Linked DNA regions of Mus musculus: region 1 is linked to region 2. A link is a contact called in public Hi-C data. All regions are on one chromosome and are shown on one strand. Each heading gives the region's core, a stretch centred on a gene start, on an enhancer-like site or on the middle of the called end of the contact. The rest is flanking DNA. Distances are from core to core; before and after follow the strand shown. Region 1 has its middle 130 kb from the start of Gm23538. Region 2 overlaps Klf12 (Kruppel-like factor 12).

Evidence for each region. Hi-C and Micro-C count contacts between places; a contact is called where the count stands out from the background.
Region 1: a contact with region 2 is called in a Hi-C map of cranial neural crest, with 3 times the contacts expected there. The contact joins two enhancer-like sites. A contact is called at or near these places in 2 of 484 Hi-C or Micro-C datasets (cranial neural crest and embryonic fibroblasts), 1 of 115 datasets of contacts at active chromatin or transcription factors (stem cell-derived neural progenitor cells) and 1 of 9 other capture datasets (embryonic stem cells).

What each region holds. Positions count from the first base shown.
Region 1 is chr14:100,886,622-100,890,985 of GRCm38.p6, reverse strand. No RefSeq gene overlaps it. Among named protein-coding and RNA genes, the nearest start is that of Gm23538, 130 kb to the right of the region's middle. Within about 2 kb of position 1,320, at least 20 of the 459 cell types and tissues checked have an H3K27ac peak or open chromatin away from gene starts, as enhancers often do.
Region 2 is chr14:99,930,148-99,934,594 of GRCm38.p6, reverse strand. All of the region lies in intron 5 of Klf12 (Kruppel-like factor 12), which reads left to right. Among named protein-coding and RNA genes, the nearest start is that of Gm22970, 160 kb to the right of the region's middle. Within about 2 kb of position 2,499, at least 32 of the 459 cell types and tissues checked have an H3K27ac peak or open chromatin away from gene starts, as enhancers often do.

The DNA.
Region 1 (4,364 bases), core at 71-2,570, 960 kb before region 2:
AATCACAATTTCTTGTTTCTAACATTGTAAGCTACCAGCACATGAACACGTCACTTGTAATCTGGGCTGTAAAAATGGACACCATCGTTAGAACGACAAAGTGGAATATTCACATGTGCTCCAGAAGTAAGCGTGGTAGTGTTTGGCCCTTGCTTTTGGTTTTGCCCAGGAGACCAAACTTGTGAGAGCAATGGTCAGAATTCCTGGCGACAGCCAGAGGCATGTGAGAACCATAGTCCTAATGTATATAATTTAGAAGCACATAATTGTTGGCTTCAGGCTTCACTGGAAGTGAATTTCCCAGATGGCAATCAAAAGTCAGTAGTTGAAAGGAGGAGAATGTTAGTGAGCCATGGGATATCCATGGCCATCAGTGCCTTATTCATTTTTTAGTATATATTTAGGCCAATATTGTGGAAGTCTTTATTACAAACATCATTTGTGGGAATTCAGTTTTCTCCCTTGGTGTGTATGGGAACTGCATTGATACAGCATCTGTCTAGAAAACAAATGAATAGAGGCAGTTAAAAGTCTTAAGTTTTCCATCTCTATTAAGTATAATCTTGAATACTTACATGGCTTAATTGAAGAAAAGAAGGGATTACTAATTTTTCATTTACTGATTTGCAACTGGACCAAGGGATAGAATTGGAAAAGTCTCAAAATGTATTGCCAGTTTGAATCTGACTCTTATCAAGACAATACGCAGTGATCGTACACTCTAATGTCTGTGTTGCTTAATTGTATCATTGGAGAATTTCATATCACGTTTCAAAAAACTTGTTAAGCCTAAATGTATGGTTCACAAAGATCCTTCACTCCTCCAGTTTCTTCTAACTCCTTTCAGAATCAATATTTGAAGGTGTTTGGGAGACCGAGGTCATGAACCCCCTAGGAAGCTTCTGAAGGCTGTGAGACGATAAATTGCTTCCCTTTCCTGCTGGCTCCAAAGTGGTCCAGTGTCTCAGTTCGGGGAAATGCATATGGAAACAATTGCCCTTGGACTATTTCCGCTTCTCTCCATGCAGGCCGTGGCCTCTCCAAACGGCTGCATAAGGCAAGCTGGTTAGCGTAGAGGTCAGAGATCAGCTCAGCCAGCCCTGAGTGCACAATGCCTGACCCTTGCTGTTCAAAGGAAGGGGGCGTAAACACGGTGTTTGTGAGCTCCATTAGTTTAATATATCATCTTATCTAACACTTCTTTTTTTTTTTTTTCTGAGCAAAAAGTGGAATGAATGTTTGTTGAAGGTGAAACTGCTAGTTATGTTATGTTATGAAAAGAACAGGCTCGGGAGCTGAAAATATTCATTCCAGCTGTGGTCTGCTCAGTCTCCCTTCCTCCACATCTTCCTCAGCAATGACTACATACATCAGTGGGGGAACATAGGTTTTCAAATTTAAATGGATGGGGTCATGAGATATTTCTCCTTTTTATGCTTTTCTTTTCATACTTTTTATTATTAATACTTTTATTTTTTTACAGTCCAGATGTAGCCCCCCCCCCCCCGCCTGCTACACCCACCCATAGTTCGTTTCCTATTCCTGCTCCCCCTGTCTCCAAGAGGATGTTCCTGCCACCCATCCACCCCTCCATACTTCCCCACTCCCTGAGGCCTCAAGTCTCTTCAGTTTAGGCACGTCTTTTCTCACTGAGGCCAGACCAGACAGTCGTCTGCTGTACGTGTGGCGGAGGTCTCAGACCAGCTGGCGTGTGCTGCCTGATTGGTGGCTCAGTGTCTGAGAGATCTCAGGGTTCTGGGTTCGTTGAGACTGCTGGTCTTCCTATGGGGTCACCATCCTCCTCAGCTTCTTCCAGCCTCTCTCTGAGAGGCTCAACAAGCAGCTGACTGGGACAAACGCACCCAATCATTGGACTGACGTCATGAAATACTTCTACCCAGTCAATCCCATCAAGAGACCTTATGAAAGAAGAAAGACCTGATCTTTTTATTTTGGAAAGTGACATTATTTGAAATATTATATTATTTTTGAATACATGAACAAAATATATGGTATAGCACATATTTTGTAGGTATTCAAAATGAGTACAAACTCAAAAAATTTTAAAAATGATACTACCCCTACTAAATTAACGAGAAAGTATAAATAGAACATAATAAACAGCTTGAGTTGCTTTATCAATGTAGCTTTGGTGAGACTTCACCCAAATAGTGGTGGGCTTTTCAGCAGTCCCAATGACTGGAGCACCCATGCTCTTATAAATAATCCCAACAAACTCACCAATTCACCAAGCTAGACTTCAGGGGATTCATTTCTCTGGACCGCTACTGCCCCCCCCCCCCCCACCTCGGGATAAATTCAAAGTCTCTCCAGAAAAAGTATAGCACAATTATTTTTCAAACAGTGATTCAATAAAACCAAAGAAGAAAATTGCAGAAACAGTTGCATGGCCCCAGGGATTGACACTACGACAAGTAACAGGCTGACCCATCAAAGGGCGGGGCATACCCTGAGATAATCCTCCTCTGTGTGATATAGAATGGTGGACCTCCCTCTTCGGAAGTTGGCTGTTGCTGTGAATGATACAGCATCATCTGAAACTAAGCTGTCTGGTGGTAAAGCATCCTTGAGGGTTTGGGGGAGGTTCCAAGGATGGCTATTTCTTCTATGTTGTACAAGGTTGTACACTTCGGGGATGAATAGGGTCTATCATAGAAGTATGGGATACCTTCAAAATAGCTGATGAAATAGAGACTATTGCAATCCCTGAAAGTGATTGGAGCATCCAGGGATTATAGTGGAGTTTCATGTGTCCCCTGCTGTGGGAGATAAAACATGCAACAGAGGTTCTGAGCACTCTGCCTGGAAAGAACTTGTCCCTGTAAGGGAGATATTATAAAGGGAAAAGTCATGATTATAGTATCTTCCATTGCTAGCCTCTAATGTGGCTAGGAGAGTGGGTAACAGAGAGGAGAAAATTGAACTGCTGGGCTGGCATTTCTAACAGCTGGCAGGATATAAAGAAGAGTACAAATTAGATCAGTACTAGAAAGTCACTCCTGGCATTCCAACTCTTGAACCTAATGGGAAGAATTGCCTGGTATGGAGCAGGGAGAGGATGAGGTAGAAGCCATGGAAGGCACTGCACAAGAAACAGAAGCATGTTTCAGCATGCACACAGGGGCTTAATAACAGCCCAGGGTAGGAAAATGATAATCAGGAAATGTGATGCTTCTGAATTGCTTTAATTAGGAAAGACTTTTATACAAGAAATGGAAAAGCCTCTGTTAGCCAAGCTTGTGAGGTTATGGCACATAGGGTAGATGGGATCAGTGTGGGTACCATGGAAACAGGGAATATTAGCAATAGAACTACTCTGTCCTCCTTGAAGCAAACCTTGAACAAATCGGAGGCAGAACTTATCTTTAGTTTTCTTTCTGTCTCTGTAATAAGCACTATGACCAAAAGCAACTTGGAGAGGAAAAGCTTATACTACAGGTTGCAATCCATCACTAAGGGGAGTCAGGAAAGAAACTCAGGCAGGAACTCAAACAGAGGCCATGAAGGAACACTGCTTAGCAGATCACTTGCTAGGAGTGCTCACTTAGCTTTCTTAGCTCATAGTGACCTGACCTTTCATTTATGAATCATCAGTCAAGACCGACAGATGTGGCTACAGAGCAATTTTACTAACACAATTAATTTATTGATTCATTAATATTTCATTTTATTGATGCAATTTTAACATTGTTTTACATTTATTATTTTTATGTGTATGTGTGTTTTGCCTGCATCTCTTGTCTGTGCCACACATGAATGCAATTCTGTGGAAGCCAGAAGAGGACATTCCATCCCTGGGGACTGGAAATACAGACAATTGTGATGTAGGTACCATGTATGTGATGGGTATTGAAACTGGGTCCTCTGGAAGAGCAACTGGGTACTAAGTCTTGAGCAATCTCTCCAGCCCTTGATGCAAACTGGGAATTGAGGTTGCCTCTTCCCAAGTGACTAGAGGTTTTGTCAAGTAGACAATGAAATCTAACCAGGATAAAAGGAATGTCAGCCTCTGATAAACGTTTATATCAACAATTGGGGGGGGGGGCTCAGTTATTACTGGCTTAGGTCCCCGTGTACACAACAAGCCATTAGACTAAGGGCAGGCATTTCAGAGGGGACTAGATTTGAGAAGGTAGTTTTTAATGCCCACCTTACCAAGATTTAAGAAGTGTGTTAATAAAAGTATTTCAAAGAAGTTAACTGAGTTTGGAGTCAGCTATTTCTATGGTGCTTTAGTGGCTTTGCTGATCCCAGTGGTGGGACATGATCCTTATGAAGTAAAATGATTTAGACCAGAGTGTATGTCGGGTTTATATGGTGCTAAAGCAAACAAAAAGAGGTAA
Region 2 (4,447 bases), core at 1,250-3,749:
CTATGTTCCATATAAGTATTTGAGAGAAGAACAACTACAATGGGAAGCCAATCAAAACTCTCACTATATCTATGAAGATGCTGGGAACGGTGCGTGCAGTAATAACTCCAAAAGGCCTACCAGTAGGGACGTTCCATGGACTATAATTTTGTCCTGATCTACATCTACCCCCACTCCCAGTTTTCGCATGCACAGAGGAGTCTCTGTGGACACAAGACAGCCAAGTAATCAAGCGTTTAGTACTTTCAAATTATTAATGACGGTTTTATCTGACCGCTGGTCTTTATAAAGTTTCTTGATTATTTACCTAAAACTAACTATTACATGTCTTGGCATAGCAAAACATCCTAATAATATGTATCTTTTACTATCTGAAAAAGGGCAATAGATGATGTATTTATCAAAATATCTACAACAACACAGTATCGTTGGTCCTCACTATATATATTCACAGCTAATTAGCTGCCTGCTCTGCTGGAATCCACTGCCCATTCTCCTGGAATCCTCTATCCATTCTCCTGGAATCCTTTGTCCATTCTCCTAGAATTCTCTATCCATTCTGCTGGAACCCACTGCCCATTCTCCTGGAATCCTCTATCCATTCTGTGGAATCCTCTATCCATTCTCCTGGAATCCTTTGTCCATTCTCCTAGAATTCTCTATCCATTCTGCTGGAATCCTCTGCCCATTCTGCTGGAATGCACGGGATATTCGGGGGAAGCCGTTGTCTCTAAGTTTCCATTCACCTAAATAAGCGCCCTTTATCAGATGGGAGTCTCCAGTTAGAAGTAAAGGCAACTAAGTGACTCAGACTGCCATAAACCAAGGAACATGGGGACTCTAGAAGCGGATAGGGTGTAAAAGAAGATAAAGCAGAAGCAGAACCCCTGACTCAGAGCAACAGGCCAGGTGCAGCGGAAGGACTTAGCAGGCAGCTCTGACCCAGAGGAGCCCAGCCCAACACTGGCCCTCACACTCAGCGTAAGGGAAGACAGGTCCTTATGATGGACTTCAGACTGGGCTGTATCTAGCCCTGGGCTAAGGAGGAAGGGCCTGGGTGTTGACAGGACTAAGGCTATTTCAGAAGGAGAGGAAGAGGGAAGAAACGGAGTTGTGGTTTCCTGAAAGACAAGGAGGCTTTAGTGGCAAAGCCGTGGAGAGCACTCGTCGCAGGCTGGCCACCTTCAGTTTTCTCTTCTGTTCAAAGGGGGAAAGAAACTGTCAGAGTTAGGAACCTTGAATGATTTCCCTGGGAGGCTGTAGTTTCTCATCTTTCTGATGATACCAAGATGTACTTTTAACAGTAGCTAGAGAAAGTGACTTTCTCGAGTGCTACCCTGTTATTCAATAGCCAGAACCCAAGGATGCTAAGGCAGAAAACACACAGAGCCTTTCCCACGGAGTGCCCAACGTTTCATTCTAACCACCGCATCCCTCTATCCTCATCGGACATTGAATCACATAATCAAAAATAACCTGTCTATATGGAAAACACACGTTGTGTTGATACTAAAAATGGGCAGAGGACAGCAGAGCTTCCTGGGAGATGCCCAGAGTGTGTGGCCAGAAGCTTGCGTTCTGTTGTACATCTGCCTTTGAACTCCTGCATCACTGTATTTGTCTCACGTCAATCGAAGAATGTCAGGCCCAAACTGTTGCAGTTTTAGCAAGGTGCTTAGGAAATCCTACTCCTCACTGGGGCATCCTGAAGGAAAACGCTTTATAAGCCTAGGTCTTTAGTAACCATCCCATTTGGTCTTCGTTATAAAAGGTTCCTTCCTACCGCCCTGGTGATTCGTTGGCGTGCCTAGTACTCATCACAGACCCTGACGAGGCTACAGTTTGCTTCAGGTGTCTCCGAAACAATGTAGAATCCTGAGCCTATAGGGAGGTTTAAGGTGTGGTTCAATACAATCAGTACATATATGTTCTAGAAAGGGTTTGTGCCACAGCTGGATGAAAAGGGAACTTGTAGGGAGTGATGCAGAATTTGCTTCAGTTTGCCCAGAAGAGCAGTGCTCTGTGTCCTTGTCACTGTGTGGACACTGGAACTGCTCTCCTGAGCTACAAAAATACGGAGAACATTTATATATCAGAATATCTACTTAACAGTCTGAAAAAAAAAAAAAAGCCATGACTTTATTCACCCATAGGGTGATGTTAATATTCTTGCAAAATCCCTTTATTTCCATAGGTTTTGCCCATTCCTCTAATCATTTCCTTAAACATCTGTAAAGAAAAATACTACTTTATGTGGGAATGCAAGAGACAAGCAAACTCACTCCTGTTATTTTTCACTTTTAGACCTGAATTATTTTGTGAAGTTTACAAAGCCCTGTAGCTTAACTTAAGAGTGGACTGATGTCCTTCGGTGGAAGTAATTTACAGTAATCTTCCCCAACCTGCATGGTATTTATTTGTGAAAGACAAGGAAGTATGGAATTACCATGGAGAACAGAAACAAAGGCCGGAGGAAACCATGTTCAGAACAGAAGAGAGTTGCTGCCACCTAGAGGTGGAAGTGGGTGTCGCTGAGAGCTGTAAATGGTTGATGTCATACAATCCTAAAACCAAAATGCAATCTAGGGACATCATCTCCACCTCTAAACAGGAATGGACTCATTTGGCCTTCTAGCCTCCATTAAAACTGGGCCTTGAATGCTCAATAAGATTGTAGTGGCTCGGGGTTTTTGTTTTTGTGTGTTTCATTTTTGTTCTCTTCAGCCTTATTTCTTTCTGTTCCTGCAGTTAGTTCTAACTCTCTGAAAGTCTTCGTCCTCCACAGCACATTTGTGAGCCATTTGCAAGCTAGTGGGTAATGTCTTTTCCATACTCTGGGCTACCTTTTTTCCAATGTTATCCTAAAATTTCCACTAGGGATGCCCCACTTCTCATCAAATTGTGTGGCTCGTGCAATTTTACTTTTTTCCTAAAACAGGGCAGGAGGCAGGGGCAAGCTATGTGGTTGGAGTCCTGGGAAGACGGGCAAGAGGAGAGGACCCTGAGCCTCACCTGAATCATGTAAAAACCTGGTAACTGCCTATAATCCTAGCATTTTGGAGAAAGATGCAATTGCATCCAAGAGCATACCAGATGCCTGGATTGACCCCGGAGCTACATGTTTCTTGCCTCCTCCTCCTTCCGCATGCCCTCACCATCCCTAGCTGGATGCACTCCTTTAAGCTCCTCACTGGCATCCCTCAATAGAGGGTCTTTCACCATGCCTAGTGATCACTGCCAAAGGCCAGTGGAATTACTCCTGGGTTCCTAGCTTAGCTGTTTTGGCAAGAATTTGGAAGTCCAGAGTCCTTACCATTGCACACGAGTCCTTTCCCAGATGTTTGAAGCCCTGCGCATCATGCACAGAGCCCTTACCATTGCACACGAGTCCTTTCCCAGATGTTTGAGGCCCTGCGCATCATGCACAAGCACTTGCCCATTTTCCTTCCTGTGAACTTTCTCATCTTCCTGGACCCTAAATTTCAGCCACATTCAGTAGCGGAACATGCCACAGCAGGCTCCGGCCACACTGATCACTAAAGCCACTATATCCGTTTCGGTACTTTCGCCTTGTTAGTGGGAAGCTCAGGAAGTTTTGAAAGATTTGTCCAAGTTTGCAGAACAAATCAAACTCAGGATCAGCACATCTTTCTTCTAACTATGGTGATTTTTTTTTTTCTTTCCATTTTTTGGTGACCATTTCCCATCTCTTGAAGCATACTTCAAGAAGAGCAGAAGAGCTCAGATCTGGGGAGCAGGGAGGGGTTGCCTCCTGTTAACCATCTCTAAACGTCAAACCATCGTCTCTGTTTCTTGCCTGTTTGTAACTACTGTGCTGGACAAAACCTTTGAAGTGTGTGTGTGTGTGTGTGTGTGTGTGTGTGTGTGTGTGTGTGTGTGTGAAACAGACGTGTAGTTCTGAAGCTCACGCGCAACACCTGCTCTGTCGCTCCCTAATTAAGAGATGCAGAGACAACATTGAGTCCTTCCTGCTCTTGCCTATTTAATTTATAGGGATAATCCGATGCTGAACGAAGGGGACTTTGTAGGAGAGGACTTCATAAGCCTTATGAGGCAAGTCGGTAAAACATGGCTCTGCGGCATTGTCTTTTTCATTTTTTTTTCTCTTAAGTAAACCTTCTTTATAATGCTTTAACAATACAAACTTTGCCACATTTCTCTTTGTTCCTCATTTCCACGAGCCACATACTATCTCGAGATGTTCTAACTGCACTCCTCGCCTCCACCTGCCTTTGGAGACCATCCTTTCTCCACTGGATCCGGGGTTTCCTCAGTGGGCTTGCGAGGGAGCTCTATCTCTCTGCTTTTGCTCTGCCAGCCAGTTCTCCATGGCAGAGGGAAAACCGGCTTGATTAATACAAGCTTGCTTTTCCTATCTCCTTGTGATTGTAATTAGTCTGACGCAGAAGGTTCTCCCACTGAATGA